Regions from separate parts of the Ovis aries genome. Here region 1 is linked to region 2. A link is a contact called in public Hi-C data. All regions are on one chromosome and are shown on one strand. Each heading gives the region's core, a stretch centred on a gene start, on an enhancer-like site or on the middle of the called end of the contact. The rest is flanking DNA. Distances are from core to core; before and after follow the strand shown.

What was found. A called contact is a pair of places that touch in the nucleus more often than the background predicts.
Region 1: a contact with region 2 is called in a Hi-C map of skin fibroblasts, with 3 times the contacts expected there. The contact joins the enhancer-like site here to the promoter of VEGFC in region 2. A contact is called at or near these places in 2 of 16 Hi-C or Micro-C datasets (skin fibroblasts and tail adipose tissue).

The regions. Positions count from the first base shown.
Region 1 is chr26:7,450,757-7,453,713 of ARS-UI_Ramb_v3.0, forward strand. No RefSeq gene overlaps it. Among named protein-coding and RNA genes, the nearest start is that of NEIL3, 5.3 kb to the right of the region's middle. Within about 2 kb of position 1,670, at least 3 of the 54 cell types and tissues checked have an H3K27ac peak or open chromatin away from gene starts, as enhancers often do.
Region 2 is chr26:7,310,720-7,313,636 of ARS-UI_Ramb_v3.0, forward strand. It overlaps VEGFC (vascular endothelial growth factor C), which reads right to left and starts at 1,614. Exons shown (of 7, transcript XM_004021836.6): 1 at 1,022-1,614. The coding sequence starts at 1,168.

The DNA.
Region 1 (2,957 bases), core at 420-2,919, 140 kb after region 2:
ATGTATATATAAATATATTCATTAAATTTTGTGATAGTCAAAAAACAAGAAAGCAACAAATAACCCACATCTTACCAGAGGTAAAATTTAGGTTTATCATGCAATTAAATGCTCCATAGTCGTGAAGTATAACCTAGATCTACATATTTTAGTATGGAGAGAGAGAGATGGATAAGACATATTATTAAGTGACAAAAACACTTTAATTTACATAGTGAGAATATAAAAAATTACAAATATTATCTTTGAAAAATGGAGTTTGCATGTGAGTATGTGTTTGTTTATGTGTTTATTTGGGGGAAAGCAACTTATGCATAATTGTGTCTGGTTTGGATTTTTATCATAAATTTACATTTCTTAATAATTCATTAAGAATTTTAATTTTTCTTTAAGATTTGCATCTACACATTATTGAAATGATTTCCATCCAGTTGCAGCATTATTGAATGATGGGTAATGTGTCAGAAATGAAATTTTAAAATGAAATAAAGCTCATTTATGCTCAAATAAGAAAACCAAAGTAATAAAAACACAGACCAAAGAGCATATTTTAATGCATTTAATTATCATGCCATGAGATAAAAGAAACTGTATGCTAAGGAGAGTGAAATCAAGCTTGTTATAGTTCCTTGGTTTTGTAAAATTTAGACAAATATCTTACAGCACTGTTTCTGTTTATCATCTCAAATAATATAGGAAATATAAAAGGTGAACAGGAGTAGATTAAGGATAGTAGAGGTAAGAAAGGCAGGCATATGTTATTTTCACGTATTGTATATATTTATTATAAGAAGTTTTACCATCTTCAGATAAATTCCAGTTTTAGCATTATATGCATTTAAAAAGCTTAAGATAATAATTTAGTGTCCATTGAAAGGTATTATAGGATTTGAACTGATTATTGTAATTTCTAATGATGATACTTCAACTTCGACTCTGGACATTGAAGAAGTTCAGAGGGATTTAGTACTTATAATTTAAAATTCCAGAAAAGTCTGAGTCAGTTTTGTCCAATAAATTATCTACATAGGTCAGGTTGTACGTGGACTGATCCAGAGGCATACTGGAAGTGTCAAGCTTCAGGGACAAGTGACCAGAGGGCACATTCAAACTTCAGTTTCTGTTATTCATCAAGTGAGATTTCATTCTCCTCCTTGTTCTGTACTCTTCAGTATCACATGCTGTATGAATCTAGTTAGTTGATTCAAAATTGGTAAGAAAGTGAATAGGAAATACCAATCAAATATGCAGGGAAAGGTTAATTGCTATGTTCTAATTGTGCTAGGGGCCAAATCACTGAAAAACTCAGAAAGTCAGAAAATGTAGATACTCTGTAGGCAGTTTGAATCAATGAAAAGCCCCAGATGTGAAGCAGTAGAATAGGTCAAGGCTGTGGCAGACACAAAATACATCCAACTGCTTATTACCGTATGGAGCTGTGGACCCATATTGAAAGGTTTTTTTTTTTTTTTAATTTTCAAGAAAAGTCAAAGATTAGGAATGATTCACAAAATTTCCCAGTTTCTAAAATACTACGGTGGTTAAGCAAAATATTCTTGTGGGCTAAAATAAGGCCATGACTTGCCGGTCAAGCAGCTCCTGCCTCCAGGATTAGGTCTATGAAAACAACCAGAATTAGTGGTATAAAGTCATTTCTGCTCTTGATGCGTTTGTGGTTTTGAAGATCACATCATGGAAATGAAATGAGATGAGACATAAAGCTATTTGTCACACTTAGTCAGTGTCTGAAAGGAAAATGAAAGAGAAAATTGTAGACTTAATATTCTGAAGCAACCACATAGCTGAGAAAGTGGAAGATTATAGTTCAACAGATTTGTAGCACAGATTTTGTAGTCTCATATATATTGTATGCTTCAAAGATAATCAGTGTTTTGTCATTTTTGTGTGTAGTGATGGTACTCTATTACTAAATAATACCTGTTTACCCTGGCTTAATGCTAAGGCTGTGTCTGTAGGACTCTAGTTTAGAAGTTAGATCCCCATTGTATAGTCACATGGCATCTTAAGAAATAATTGAATTTCTATTCAAAGAATATGGATGGTTTTTCCTTCTGAGGAGATTTTTTCTGATGGCTCATCAATACATGTCAACTTCATGAAAACAGACTAGAATTACAGTAGATTCATTCTACACTGAGTGCAGATCCAAAGAGGGACCATTTTTGAGTTGTATCAAAAGACCAAGATGATTTACATATAAGCTTCTAAAACTAGGTAACCTGTATGTTTAAGTCCTCTGTCATCTGAGTATCTGTTTTATAAGTTATGTTTTATTTCTAAACATCATGTAGAGTTTTATTATTTTAATTAATGACTATAAGCTATAGTTACTGTTAGAATCTTTAAAAGTCTATCTTTTTGTCATATGCCCCAAAAGGAAATAATTTATTGTTTTAATTTCTTCAAATAAACACCATATTCAAACTGTGATATATCACAACTGATATATCAGCAAATGAAATGCCTTTAAAGAATAAATCTCTTCAAATAACAAACAGTATCAAGACCAAGGACATCATCTTCTAAACTGTACTGCACTGCCTCCCTTCCCACTCAGATAAGTCCATTGCATTTCTGTACTTGTCAGTTATACGACTAACTTTTATATATAGTAAAGTGTCTTCTGCCTCTTCACTTTACAAAGGATGACTTTATAGTATTATTGATGTCCAATAGATTGTTTTTGATATGGTTTCTTGCTTGGTCACTGATGGCTTCAATTGCCTCTAATCCAAAAATTTAATAAAGTGAATATGTTTCTCTAATTACCTTAGATCAAGTAGTCTGATTGATTTTCACTTTTGATATTTTAAAACTAGGGAATGTTAATCTATAGTCTTTTAATTAAGTAAACGTAGATGACATTTGTTCAATGTACCACAATTTAAATATCATAAATGTATTTATGATTATACACTAGGGTCAGCATTCTAATT
Region 2 (2,917 bases), core at 364-2,863:
CAATCTAGTTCCAGCTACGGAGAAGGCACTGGCACCCCACTCCCAATACTCTTGCCTGGAAAATCCATGGACGGAAGAGCCTGGTAGGCTGCAGTCCATGGGGTCGCACAGAGTCAGACACCACTGAAGCGACTTAGCAGCAGCAGTTCCAGCCAGGGGCTACAGCAAGTGTGTGAAGTGAGACTTCCCATCTTATGTGGAATATGAAACTTTTTCATGAATTCAAGAACTTTATTAAGCATATTCTCCATCCTTATGTCAGATCTGAGCTTTTAAGGTAGACATACATTTTTTTTTTAGAAGAGCAGACACAAATAATATACGACATTTGGGAATCAGAATGTCCCCAAAGCATCTTGGCAACATTTTTCAGGCAAAGAGTTAAACATCTCGTTGAAAAACAGACAAGAAAATCCACCTTACTTTTCACAGTTCTTGACCACATTTCAGAAATGCAGCGTTTACTAAGTCGAAAAGCCATGCCTGATGGTGATTCGAGATCCTGTTGCATCTCAAGTTTGACCAACTTCTCCAGGTGAATCTGAAGTCTGATGCCCTCAAGCCCCATTACTAACCCCACAGAAGAGGAACACTCCATAAAAAGCAGCCTCGGATGACTGGTCATCCAAGCCCTGGGAGCTGCTGAGGTCCCAACTCACTTGCTAGGGAAGAAAAGAACCCTCCCGGCGGGTTAACCGGGGTTCCAGCACAGCTCGGCTCCCCGGCGGGGACCGCTCTCCAGCCGGTAGGTTATAGGAGCGCGGTCACCAGCTACCTTCCGAGCCTTGCACTCGGCGTAAATTGCCTTCCTATTTAGTAACAACTTTCTGTGGAAAAAAAGGAGAAAACTTTCTCTCAGAAACTCTACACTCAGCTCAGCAACTTTGGATCCAACGCACACAAGGTGAAACACAAGCCCATTCTTTGCACAGGTTCTGGGTCCTTTGAGACCCGACGCCCCCGCCTCCCCGGGGTCCCCACGGTCCCCGAGGCCCCCAGGGTCCCCGCAGCGCGCACCCACCTTGGCCTCGCCCGCGTCCGGCTCCGTGTCCGAGAAGCCCAGTCCCGACTCGAAGGCGGTGGCGGCGGCGGGCGCCCGGCGCGGACCGGGGAGCAGCGCAGCGGCCAGCAGGGAACACGCCAGAGAGCAGAAGCCCAGCAAGTGCATGGTGGCCGGGCCACGGGCGCGGGGGCCGGGCGCCCCGGCGAGGCTGCCTCGCGGCTCGGCCCTGTCCCCGAGGGCCGCCCGGGACCCCGCGGAGCCGGGGCGGCGGCAGCGGGTCCGGGCTCGGTGCTCGCGACGCTGCGAGCCGCTCTACCGCCGGCGCCCGCGAGCCGAGGGGTCAGAGCAGCGTCTCACAGGAAACCGGACATCCGAGCGCCCGCGACCGCGGCCCGCTAGGTGAGGCGAGGGCGCGGGAGGACGGCGCCCCGCTCGGCGGCTCGGGGAGCGAGGGGTAGCCGAGCCCAGACGCCCCGCGAGGCTCGCGCCCTGCGGCGGCCCCGGGGCCCGCGAGCCCCCGCCTCCCCCTCCCCGCGGCGGGGCGAGCCGGGTGGCCGGGCGGCGAGAGCGGCGGCGGCGCCGGGCGGCGAGGCCGGGGAGCGCGGGGCTGCGCGGCGGCGGCGGGCGCAGGGGCAGGGCATGGCTGACGCGCCCTCTGCCTGCGCTTATGTGAGAGAAAGCGGCCGAGGGAGGGCGCGTGCCGAGCCCGGCCGCCCTCCCCGCGCGCCGGCCTTGGCGGCGTCTCCCGGCGCCCGCGCCGCCCCTCCCCCGCCCCCCGCGGCGCGAGCCCCCCGCGGGGTTGGGGGAGGGGGCGGGCCGGCCCGCGGGCTCCGAGGCGCCGGGCTCCGGGGGCGCGGGCGCCCCGGCTCCGGCCAGAGTGCCCCGCAGACTGGCCCCCCGCGTCCCCGCTCGAGAGGCAGGGGAGCTCCAGACTCTAGAAAGTGCGAGAAAGTCGGCCCGGGGCGGAGAACCCGCCGGGCCCCCTGTCTCCCCTTGTTGGGCGACTCGGGGGCCCCCCCAGGGGATGCGAAGGCGGGCGGACTGTGGGGCGAAGGCTCTGGAGCGGCTGGAAGCCCGGGCCTGTGGCCGGTGGGGCCGCCGGGCCGGGCGCCTCAGGAGCAGCGCCTGTGGGGAGTGGGTTTGAAGGAGGAAGCAGGACGCGGGAGACACGTGTGAAGCACGTTGTCGGAGGTGAAGTCTGCGGAAGCCAAGGCCTTCTCCCGGTCAGAAAAGTCGGCGGGCGGCAGAGCGCCCTGTTGGCCGGCGTTCACCTTGGCTTGGGTGGCCTGGGTGCAGACGTCCCCCGCTCAGGGTTTCCTTAGCTCCCCGAAAGTGGGAAAGCCTCACTTTTACCTGGGGCGACGTTTCAATACACAGATCATAAAATCTCAGGAGATGAGACTTGGAGTCCACCCACAAGTTCTGAAACTCCTCTCAAGTAAGAAGCCTCAAATCTCCTCAGTGACCAGAAGCGACCCACCCCACCCCCACCGCGCCCTGCGTGGCCGCCCGTCGTCGTTAACATTTTTGATGGTCAACGTCATTGAAAAGTGTTTTCTTCCACCTATCCATTGCTTTGACTTCTGGACTTGGCTCCATGAGTCAAATCGAACTTCCTTCTGTGAGCTCTTCCAACCATTTATAAATATCTGTCATAGTAACCCATCACCGTGCGCCCTTTTTGAAAGACCCCTCAAAGTTCCCTCTTCAACCGCAACCTCATTTTGTGTGTTCTTCAGCTAGTATACTCCCCAGAACGTGACTCAGTACTTAAAAGTGTTCCAGCAAGCTGGAGAAAATGGCCTTCCTTGCCCAGATATCCTACATGTGTTGATGCCGCCTTGGATGGAGTTTATTTTCTGGCACTCAAATCAGTGTTGACTCACGTTACACTGAAAATCAACTAACTTTCTC